2 separate regions of the Columba livia genome follow, and region 1 is linked to region 2. A link is a contact called in public Hi-C data. All regions are on one chromosome and are shown on one strand. Each heading gives the region's core, a stretch centred on a gene start, on an enhancer-like site or on the middle of the called end of the contact. The rest is flanking DNA. Distances are from core to core; before and after follow the strand shown.

The links. Hi-C and Micro-C count contacts between places; a contact is called where the count stands out from the background.
Region 1: a Hi-C map of liver shows a contact between it and region 2, with 1.9 times the contacts expected there. The contact joins two enhancer-like sites. A contact is called at or near these places in 2 of 2 Hi-C or Micro-C datasets (crop and liver).

The regions. Positions count from the first base shown.
Region 1 is chrZ:73,642,333-73,647,256 of bColLiv1.pat.W.v2, forward strand. All of the region lies in intron 3 of PALM2AKAP2 (PALM2 and AKAP2 fusion), which reads right to left. Among named protein-coding and RNA genes, the nearest start is that of PALM2AKAP2, 90 kb to the right of the region's middle. Within about 2 kb of position 2,424, at least 1 of the 3 cell types and tissues checked has an H3K27ac peak away from gene starts, as active enhancers do.
Region 2 is chrZ:73,477,786-73,482,422 of bColLiv1.pat.W.v2, forward strand. It overlaps PALM2AKAP2 (PALM2 and AKAP2 fusion), which reads right to left. Exons shown (of 12, transcript XM_065046386.1): 10 at 3,447-3,625; 11 at 161-199. Among named protein-coding and RNA genes, the nearest start is that of SLC46A2, 27 kb to the left of the region's middle. Within about 2 kb of position 2,321, at least 1 of the 3 cell types and tissues checked has an H3K27ac peak away from gene starts, as active enhancers do.

The sequences.
Region 1 (4,924 bases), core at 1,174-3,673, 160 kb after region 2:
CCCTCCTCTTCATTTTTCATGACGGACCACAAGTCCCCTTTAATGCCTCATGGAAAGTTGGAATGAGGCACGGTTTTAATTGTGGGAAGCTGAGAAGTTTGTCTTGACTTTGTGCTGCGTGTTTGTGGTAGGAGTCAGCTGACAGCTTCCTGCCTGCGTGGGTCTCGGACGGGTGAAATTCTTGACCCCTGGACTTCCCAAGAGCTGCAGAGCTTCCAAGTCAGAATAAAGCAGACATCTGCTCTGATTCGGTTCAGGGGTGCAAAATTCAGGCAGTAGAGCACCTGCAGCCCAGGATAGGTTAGAAGAGGGATTGTTTTCCTTTTTAAAAGAACCTTCAAAAGCACACCAAGGTCTAAGTTTTGATGATTGGCTGGCAACTGGCCATAGGACATAGCAGAAAGGTGTCACAGGACTGCATTTCTGAGGGTAAAAATAATCGAGGAGAACCTCAAAGGCACCTAGCAGTGTGGAAACCCCCTACTTTCTAATATATTAGTTTGCATTCCATTCATTTTTTTCTGAACCAACCTGAGTAAAGCTAGGTGTAGCCTGATGGGTTCCAGGTCACAATCCCAGGGAGGGCTTGCTGGTTGTGAGGAGCTGGTTCACCTTCTGTTGTTTCAGTGGATTCCATGACTATGTGAAATGTCCTCCCAGAGGTCTCCTTACCCCTGTGAACCATCTCAATGCCTAGGACAGTGGTACTGAGAGATGGAGTAGCAAGGGGAGCTGGTCCACGCGACATCTCTGGAAATTCCTGCTATACAGCTGGGGAAAAGAGGCTAGAGTTTTGCAGGACTTTCCTAAAGACTATTTTTTTTTTTTTTTTTCTGTCTAGTTTTGAGTCTCAGAGTGATCTTAGTGCTCAATGATCCTGGCTTGGAGAAAACCTTATTTGAGTCTTGGCAAACCTGTGAACATTCTTGGTTTCACCTGTTATGATTGACCCCCTCTTCTCCTTTCTGTGCCTGCTACTTTTCTACGTTGGTATTTGAACAAGGCATTCAAGTAAAATAAATTCTTATAAGAATGTGCAATAATAAATGTGAAAGCATTGTGAAAATCTGCTTTGGTTTACAGCACTGGCAAAACATTTTCATTTGCTTTGTATAAAAGTTCACAACAACGTAAGACTGAGGGCAAAGGCTTCATAGATGTTCATATTGAGAAGACTCTGTCCCATTTCCAAGTTTACTTCATGCAGGTAAGTGTGTACAGCCTCAGGGCACGGTAAGTGAAGAAATTATAACACTGACTAGTTTTAAAGTTATACAAAATATGCAAGTAGGAACCTTCAGGGATTTACAAAAAACCTAAAAATGATAAAGGTGGTCTTGAAAATGGGGTGTAGGTACTTCTGAGAGTTTGTCTCCTGTGATTTCTGTGCCAATTGTTGTATAGTTATGGACACTTTTCCAGCTTTATTGTTTAAAGGGACTTAATCTATGGGTGTTCATGGTAGAAGTGATAGGGCAGTAGATGACAGAGCAATACTAAAAGCCTTGACTTGAAACAATAGAGACAAACAGGCATTAAAGTGTAGGTGTGTATGTAGGTCTAGTGGTTTGAATAGATGAACTGATACACTTGGATGTGAGCACTTATTGAAGTGTCTCTCTGACTCAAGGCTTAGAAGGGTAACCACATTAACCTGCAGAAGACCACTCAAAAGTAGAAAAGTTGTCCCAATACTTTGAAAGGGGCTGACTGAAAATGAAATTAAATTAAAATGGCCTTGGTGGAAATAAGGCATGGAAATTGAGAGCAGCAACAATATTCTGGGAGTCAGAATGGCATCAGTGGGATTATAACTACCACGAGCTGAGGGCAGTTGGAAGCGCAGGCTGTCGAGATGACTGTCCAAAGGGCTGGCACGTTAGTCGCTGAGCACCAGATGGACACCACCAACTGTCTAATTGCTTTCTCCCTCATTTGTAATTGGCCTCGTTTGTGGCTGAGCTCCATGGCCCTGCCTGCAGTTCTCAGCTCTGCTGTTGGCAGTCCCCTTGGTGCACACCCTGCAGCCAGCGTGCAAGCTCCCATCAGCGTGACAGTGCCTGAAGGAGCTGTGGGTTTGCTGGTCATGCCCTGCCCTAACAAAATATGCCTCATTAGCAGTGTGCAACACCCATGGCACCATTTCTTTCCACTCTTCTTTGCTTTTTTAATTTCTTTGTTGTCTCATATTCATGTCAGCTGTTGTGATCAGTCACAAAGAGGCATTTTGTGATATTGGTACAAGATGGCTCATATTTGCCACTTTATGCTATGTTAACAATGGTAAGTAGGAATGGTCCCAAGATGCCCCAAGCCAGCCTTGCCTATAAGCCTCCCTAGCTTCTCTCCAGCAATCCAAACTCAGATTGAGTGTTCTTGTAGCCTTTCTGCTACTGGGCTACTCTGGTCTCTCCTTGTTGGCCCACTGTATGCCTCCTGCTATGTGTGGGGGACATGTAGCATCAAGGTCAGGAAGTGCTCTTGCAGAAAGTCCTCCTGCATTTGCTTGTTTCTGCCTTCTTCACTGGCATGTCCTCTTCAGGAAATACCAAAGTTTCGAGGCAAAGAAGTCCTTGAAAAATTATATTTCTGTGAAACACGGGAGCCTGGGAGCACCCTTGTGCCAAGCTCCAAAAACTCTGTGTGGATTGATTTGTAGAAGGACATGAACAACAATTTGCATGGTGACTTTTGGGTGGCTTGAAGTTTGAACCTAAAGATGACAGCAACATCTACCTGCACTGGGAAGGCCTGTTATTGAATAACCGCTGATGTGAAGGCTCAACCCAGGACGTGAGTCCTGTCCCACACAGAGCTCAGTGGGTGCTCTGTTGTCGCAGAGGATGGCTCCTGCCTGGCCCTGCAGCACAGCTCTCAGCGTCACGTTTTCATGGCAGTAGTTCTGCTCATGGCTGGCTCAGGTTGGTGCCATTAAGACTCAAAGCAGAAATGTTTTCCAACCAGGCAGACTGCCTTGTCACTGCTTTCCTGGTGTTACAGTCAGGTGGGAGAGAAAGCGGAGAGATGCTGCTGCTTTTGAATAGGTTACTATAATTGCGTATGTAAAGAGGTCCAACACTCAGCAAAAAAAGAAAAAAAAAAAGACACTGGACAAAGGAGGAGAGTAGTTTTCTCTGACAGCGCACCAGCAAGAGCTGGGGTGAACCATGTTCAGTTTAGCACATCCATGCACATGATGTAGGTAATTGCGGATGGATTATTTCCACACAGAAACACAAGTGTAGTTGTGGCTTGTCCCAGCCAACCTGCCAGCTGAGAGCCAGCAGAAAGCTTGGTGTAATCTGTCTATGGTTGATTAATCCTCCGGGAAGGTGACTGAAGTTGTGCTTTATCCCATGTTTGTGGAGGGCTGTGGCTTGTTACCACGGCTCATCTTGAATGTGATAAGGTGATGCACTCTGGTAATTTGACCATGACTTTGAACCCTTCCTCTATTTCTTTTTCAAACTCCTATTCCTTAAAGCAGTATTGCAGTAAACTTCTGTTTGACAGGAGTGGTCTCAAGGACTGTGGCCAGCAGGACCAAGAAACTACCACAGACAGATGCAGTTTTTCAATAGAGAGTGCTAAGTGGTCAGTACATCTTGCACAGCCCATAGCCATTTTCTTGTTTCTCGTTTCCCCTTAGCCCTCCCTCACTCATTTCTTCTTTGCTGAGACTTGGCTCTTCCCATAACAGGTTGTGTGGAGTTGCATATCAGTGTGAGAAATGATTGTTTAGCAGAATTTCGTCCCCTAACAAAAACAAAAAAACTAAACTTGTTGTACACCACAATGGATCTAGGGAGCACTGCAGAATAGCCCCAGGTGCTGACCCTCCCCTTGTGCTCCTGCACCGCTTTGTACAAAGAGAATATTATCATGAAGGTCACACACTAGCTTCCCTTCCAGCTTCCCATCCCTTTTGTGTGCTATGGGGCTTGCTTTGGTCATCGGAAAGGATTGCTCTGCAGACAGACCGTCACTGCCCAGGGGACAGAAACAGGTCTGCCACAGCGGTGAAGAATCAAGGAGAGGTGCCGAGATCCAGCTATTGAAAACCACAGGAAAATAATAATAAAAAAATCCCTAACACTGTGTGCATGAACGAACTTTACATGGTGGGTCTGCCGGAGGAAAATTTTCTCTGCAGTGTACGGGGCCATCTAGTGATCTCGGGCATTATAACAGCTCTGCTTTCTCTGCGTGCTTTTTTCTGCTTATTCCCGAGACAAGACTTCACACATTAGCTGCCAGCAAGGTATATGCACACACTTTAACGTTTTCCACTGCAAGGTAAAGGGAGGAACAGTGCTGCAGGAGGGGAGATTATGGCAGCAGAAAGGGCATGTTTGATGCCAGGGAGCTCGGCATACTGGTTTTCTGTGGGAAGCCAGAAACCCAGCTACGCTGGCAGTGGAAAGGCGGTGTGCGAGTCTCCACTGAACTGTGTCCTCATCTGCAGAACTGATGATGACAAAGGGAACTGCTCAGCCAGAGGACACCACAGCAATTGGGGCGGTGATAAAACCTTGTGAGGATTGATGAGACATTGGCTTCTCGGTATTATGGTTTTCAAGACAAACACCTGGTTAGGGGGCAAAGGAATGGGAAAGTGATGTATTAATAATTTCAAGACCTTAGAGAACTAATGCTTGTTTTTTTTTTTTTTTTTTTTTTTTTTTTTTTTTTTTTTTCCATTTTGCTAGACTGATAGTCCTGGAAGAAAAACTGCTGCAATGCGAAGTATCATACTCACAAAGTCCTGTCACCATGCTTCGCCTCTGAGCAGACCGGACTGATTATGAGAAGTAGCTGAGGGAACTGTGGTCATTTAGCCTGGCAAAAAGGAGGCTGAGGGGAGACCTTATCGCTGTCTGCAACTACCTGAAAGGAGGTTGTAGCATGGAGGGGGTTGGTCTCT
Region 2 (4,637 bases), core at 1,071-3,570:
GTTGATGAGAGATAAGAAGGAATATCCCCCACACACATTTGCATCCCAGTTTTGATATGAAACAGCACTGGCACACAGCATGAATATGCAAACTGCAGCAACATGCACTTGGAATCACCATGCAAGAGGAAGCAAAAATAAATAAGCAGGTGCAAAGTACCTCAGAAGTAACCTTGCTAGACAGTAATTTACAGGTGTACTGGTAGAAAGGGAAAAGACCAGCATTAGTACATTGAACAAGCATGTTATAACCAGGAAACAAGAACAAAATAAAGAAATTGCAAGAACTGGCACATCCCGGAGTATAGGATTTCAAGCAACTTGGTGTCATAAAAAAAAAAAGAAAATTAGTCAGTTTGATGTTTTTTTTAATGACATTGCTTGGCCAGTCTCAGTCTTGTTTACCATCGGTGGCTGACCCGTTTTCTTGCTGCTGCTTTTTCTCTTTTTCTCACCTGTTGAAGCCTCTAGTGTAACACATCCTCTTTGGAAGAAACTGTCCCCTTGCCTGAGCAGTGATGTTCTTCCAAGAGCAGATGTGCTTCATTTCCCTCTGTCTCTGAACGGCAAAACCTGCAAGCCCCGGCCAGAGAGGCTACGTTGCGTAGACTGGATGCTTAAAGGACAGGTAGGGTAGATGTCCTACCAAAACCACCCTCTTGCCTTTTGGTGTGTCTTATGTAGGGAGAAATTAAAGCTATATCCATCAGTTGCCTTCTGCCCCCACAGGAGTGCTGGCTCTGTCCTGCTTCGGGTACCACAGCATCCCAACTGCTCCCACTACCCCAGCACATCTCTGGCCCCCCTCACTCACAACACTGAGCCATGTTCAGCTCTCAGGACTTAATGCTCCAAGTGGCAGCTGCCAGTCTGGTTGTCAGGTATGCTCCTTCCCCCACTGCATTTCAAGTATTTTTAAATACAGGCTGGTGATGTACTCTTTTGTTTCTTTAGTACAGAAATATTTTTCTTGAGCACGTATTCAAATGTCGCCTGCTGACAAACCAAACCTATTTGTTGTTAAAGTGATTATTGCTTAGCCTGGCATGTAAAATACAGGCTGTTTCAAAAACATGGACCAAATTTCACAACAGCAACATGTCACAATTACACAAAAATTTACAAATGGTTTAACGAGTTATCAAGTTTGCATAACCTTTTAATAAATGCTCTGTGTTCCCGCCACCTCCTGTATGGACAACATCGAGATGATAGTTGAATTCGTCCCAAATGCCTCTCAATTGGGTCCATCTTCTTGAAGCACCCTGTATTAACTCAGATTAACAGTTTGAGCATTTCATATCTGAATTATCTTTCCCCTGCCAATGGTGGGAGTTTTTTACATAAGGAGAGCAGAAAAAGAGCACTTCTTTTTTGAATTATCTTTCCCCTGTAAATGGTGGGAGTTTTTTACAAAAGAAGAGCGGAAAAAGGCAGGGAAGAGAAACAAAGCTCTCCCACTTGTTCAGAGAAACTCCCCCTGGGCTCTGCAGGACATTGCCCTCTAATAGGATTTCAAACAGGCAGCAGCAAAACGTAAATCATGTTTGGCTGTATGCAATGGGTTTAGAGGAGAATAACAACAAACTGCAACACTGTGGGACTTCAGTGTGCACTGGGGCTCTGTAAATTCACTGCAGCCTTGACAATTAATCCCAGAAGAGGATCCATCCCATGTGCCGCCTGATGGGCACTAATCTCCAGCCGTGCATCCTGGGGCGGTCAGTGTCTGGGCAGCTTTAGCAGCCACGGACAGCTGAGCTGGCACCCAGCGTGCAGCTTTCCACTCGGATACTGCCCCGTGCTCTGATCAGGTCAAGGGCTCACTCCAAACTGCAGAAGAGATCATGCAGTTGTGGCCAACCTGCTTTCTAGGGGCATACCTGCAGCTCTGCAAGCACCTGAGGAGCTGCACTCGGGTAACTGAGCAGAGGGAGTTACGTCTAATAACATCTTTTTTTAAAGTTGCTCTGACTTCTGCAAAGGGTGTGAGGGTGTGACATGTCTCCTGCGAACCCCTAAGGGTCCTTCAGGGAAAGAGAACCTCTGGGGAGATGCTAGAAAACAGCACCCACCGGAGCAAGTGTAGACACCCTATTTCACTGGGTGCTTTGGGGAGGGAGGGGAAACCAGAGGGTGGCTCTTTCCCAAGATGCTGCTGCCAGCACAAGGCACAGTCTTGTGCATGGGCTGGCTTCCAACCCGGCAGCAGGAGCCTGCTGGATCACGAGATCTCATTTTACAACAGCTTCAATAGAAGAAAGGACCAGAAAGTTTCTGGTGTGCACTGGAAACTTATTTGTTTACAGTGTGAGTCGGCTTTCCTACTAAGTTTTAGTTAACCAGCAAAAATGCAACATGACGCCTCCGCACTGCAGTTCTTCTGATTTTAAGTATTTGCTACTGCACAGTATCTGCTGGTAACGACTAAAAGCTGCCAGACTAGTGCAGTATTCACATTACAAACCTTCACTTCATTCTGTATGCCTAATGAGACTCTACCTTTAATGAACATTACTAGAATGCAATGTGGAGCATGAGCTCCTTGGCACTGGGGTCACCGTTCTGACCTCTCTGGTAAAAGCCCAGAGGACTGCGGCTGCTTCAGCAAATGTTGTGTTCATTTAAGAAGTTTTATATTGCACTTATATATCACTACCTTCTGCACTTATTGCCCACAGTAATAATGATTCTGAATAAGAATCACCTTGTGCTCTGTTAGGAAATAGGTCGTGTAATGGATGCACCTGAATTTTGACACTTTCAGTTATGAAATTTGTAGCTTGTTTTATTAGTGCCTTAATTGGTTTAAAACAGTGCTACAGTAATGACTGAAGTGCAGGCACCCATTTCACAAACTGAAATCCTGGCTGGTTTTCTGTTTGCATGGAAGAAAGACAACAAGGCTAGCACAAAAGAGCATGCTGCCCGTTGAAGGATTCAAGTTAATTTCTGAGGCACTCCCAGTCCAATTCTGCAAGAGGTCATTTCTAGGGAAGTTATTAATTTACTTACACTGAATCCTGACCACGCTGGGATGGGACTTTGGGAGTCTATGAACACAAGCATGAATATATGCTTGATCCACAAAGTTCAAAGACCCACTGAAATAACCAATCGGAGGGTCTTGGTGATGTGAGAATTAACAGAGCCCAACAATTGCAGAGCAGCTACCTGGAGCCTTTATTATTAATTAATTAATTAAAAAGAAACTTAATATGAGTTTCCTTTGATATTTGCAGTTGACACTCTCTCTTCCCCTCCAGTGTCCCTCATCCTTCCATTTCAAAGACACTGGCCCTAACAATGTGTTAAAATCCTTGCACAATTGCAAGGTGATCTGAGCAGATTGTTGAGAAACAAATATTTTTGTTGTCTGAATTTTGTTTCTTATGAGTCATGGTGTCTATCGCAGAGCAAGATGTGAAGAGGAAAAGAGCACTTACACTGCTGTCGTCCATCCTTTCTCGTCTCTTAGTTTTGTGTGTTTCGTAATCCTCCATGAGGGTCTGCATCAGGTTCTTGGGTCGCTGGGCTCCCGCAGGCTCCTCGGACAGCGGGTCAGACTGCGAGACAGGGCCTTCTGTGGTGGGCGATGGAGGAGGCTTGATCTTCTCTATCTTTCCTGCAAAGATATGAAAAGGAACAATCCTTTCTAAGATGAAGGACTTGCAAGTTGTTTCCGAAATACAACAGCTAGAGATTAATTTCCAGCAGGGTTTAAATGAAGAAACAGTTTGGAATAAGGTTTATGGAACAATCTGGTAAATCAGGATGGTCATGGGCTTTTTGAGCACTCTCCCTCTTTCTGAAACACAACAGCAAAACACTAGAAAATCTTTTTACAAAACCTGGAACAGCTAACAAATGACACAATGCAAATGTAACCCACCACTACTATGTACAGTAGTGTCTGGCTGCATCACCCCCATTCTCTCCTATAGGACACTTTTCAGAGGTCTGGAAATGTTTGTAAGATTCTGGAAAACTGCAATATGACCTTTTTTTCTTGCTCAGACAGTCCAATGTAAAGGATGCCACCGCTGTAAATTGGGGACCGTGTGTGAGGCACCCAAGGAAGGCAATATGCCTTTCTTCTCCTCTGCCAGTGCTTTTTATTTGCTTTGTAATGTGAAAGGCTTTGGGTTGGTCCCTGGCACTATTCTCCCCTGCAGCTCAGAGGGTGCTCCTGCAGGGAGCAGGAGGATGGGGTCTCCATCCCATTCACTGCTTGTTCAGACAGGGCCCTTCAAGTCTCCTGGTGGGAGGAAAGTCAAGAGAAATCAGGCTGCTCTCTGACTGAACCCTTTTCACCCAGAAACCCTGTTTCAGGCAGAGTGACTCCAGCTGAGGAGCTGGGAAAAAGCAGGGGAGAGCAAGGAGACCACTGCAACAAGCTGCAGGAGAGCTCAGCAGGTGGACAACCCACTGTCCTCCAGGGAGGACAGCCCGTGTTTGTCATCACCAGGTGCTGATCTGGGCTGAGCCGCCCGGCTTCTCCTGGAAAGAAGAAGGAGAACAATGGTAGCAGGTCGTAGGTGTGGGAATAAGGTGCAGGGGTCCTCAGCGATGGCAGGAGAAAGCAATGCTGAACCAAAATCAGCTTCCCTTTTCCATGGCACGTCAGTTCTTTGAAA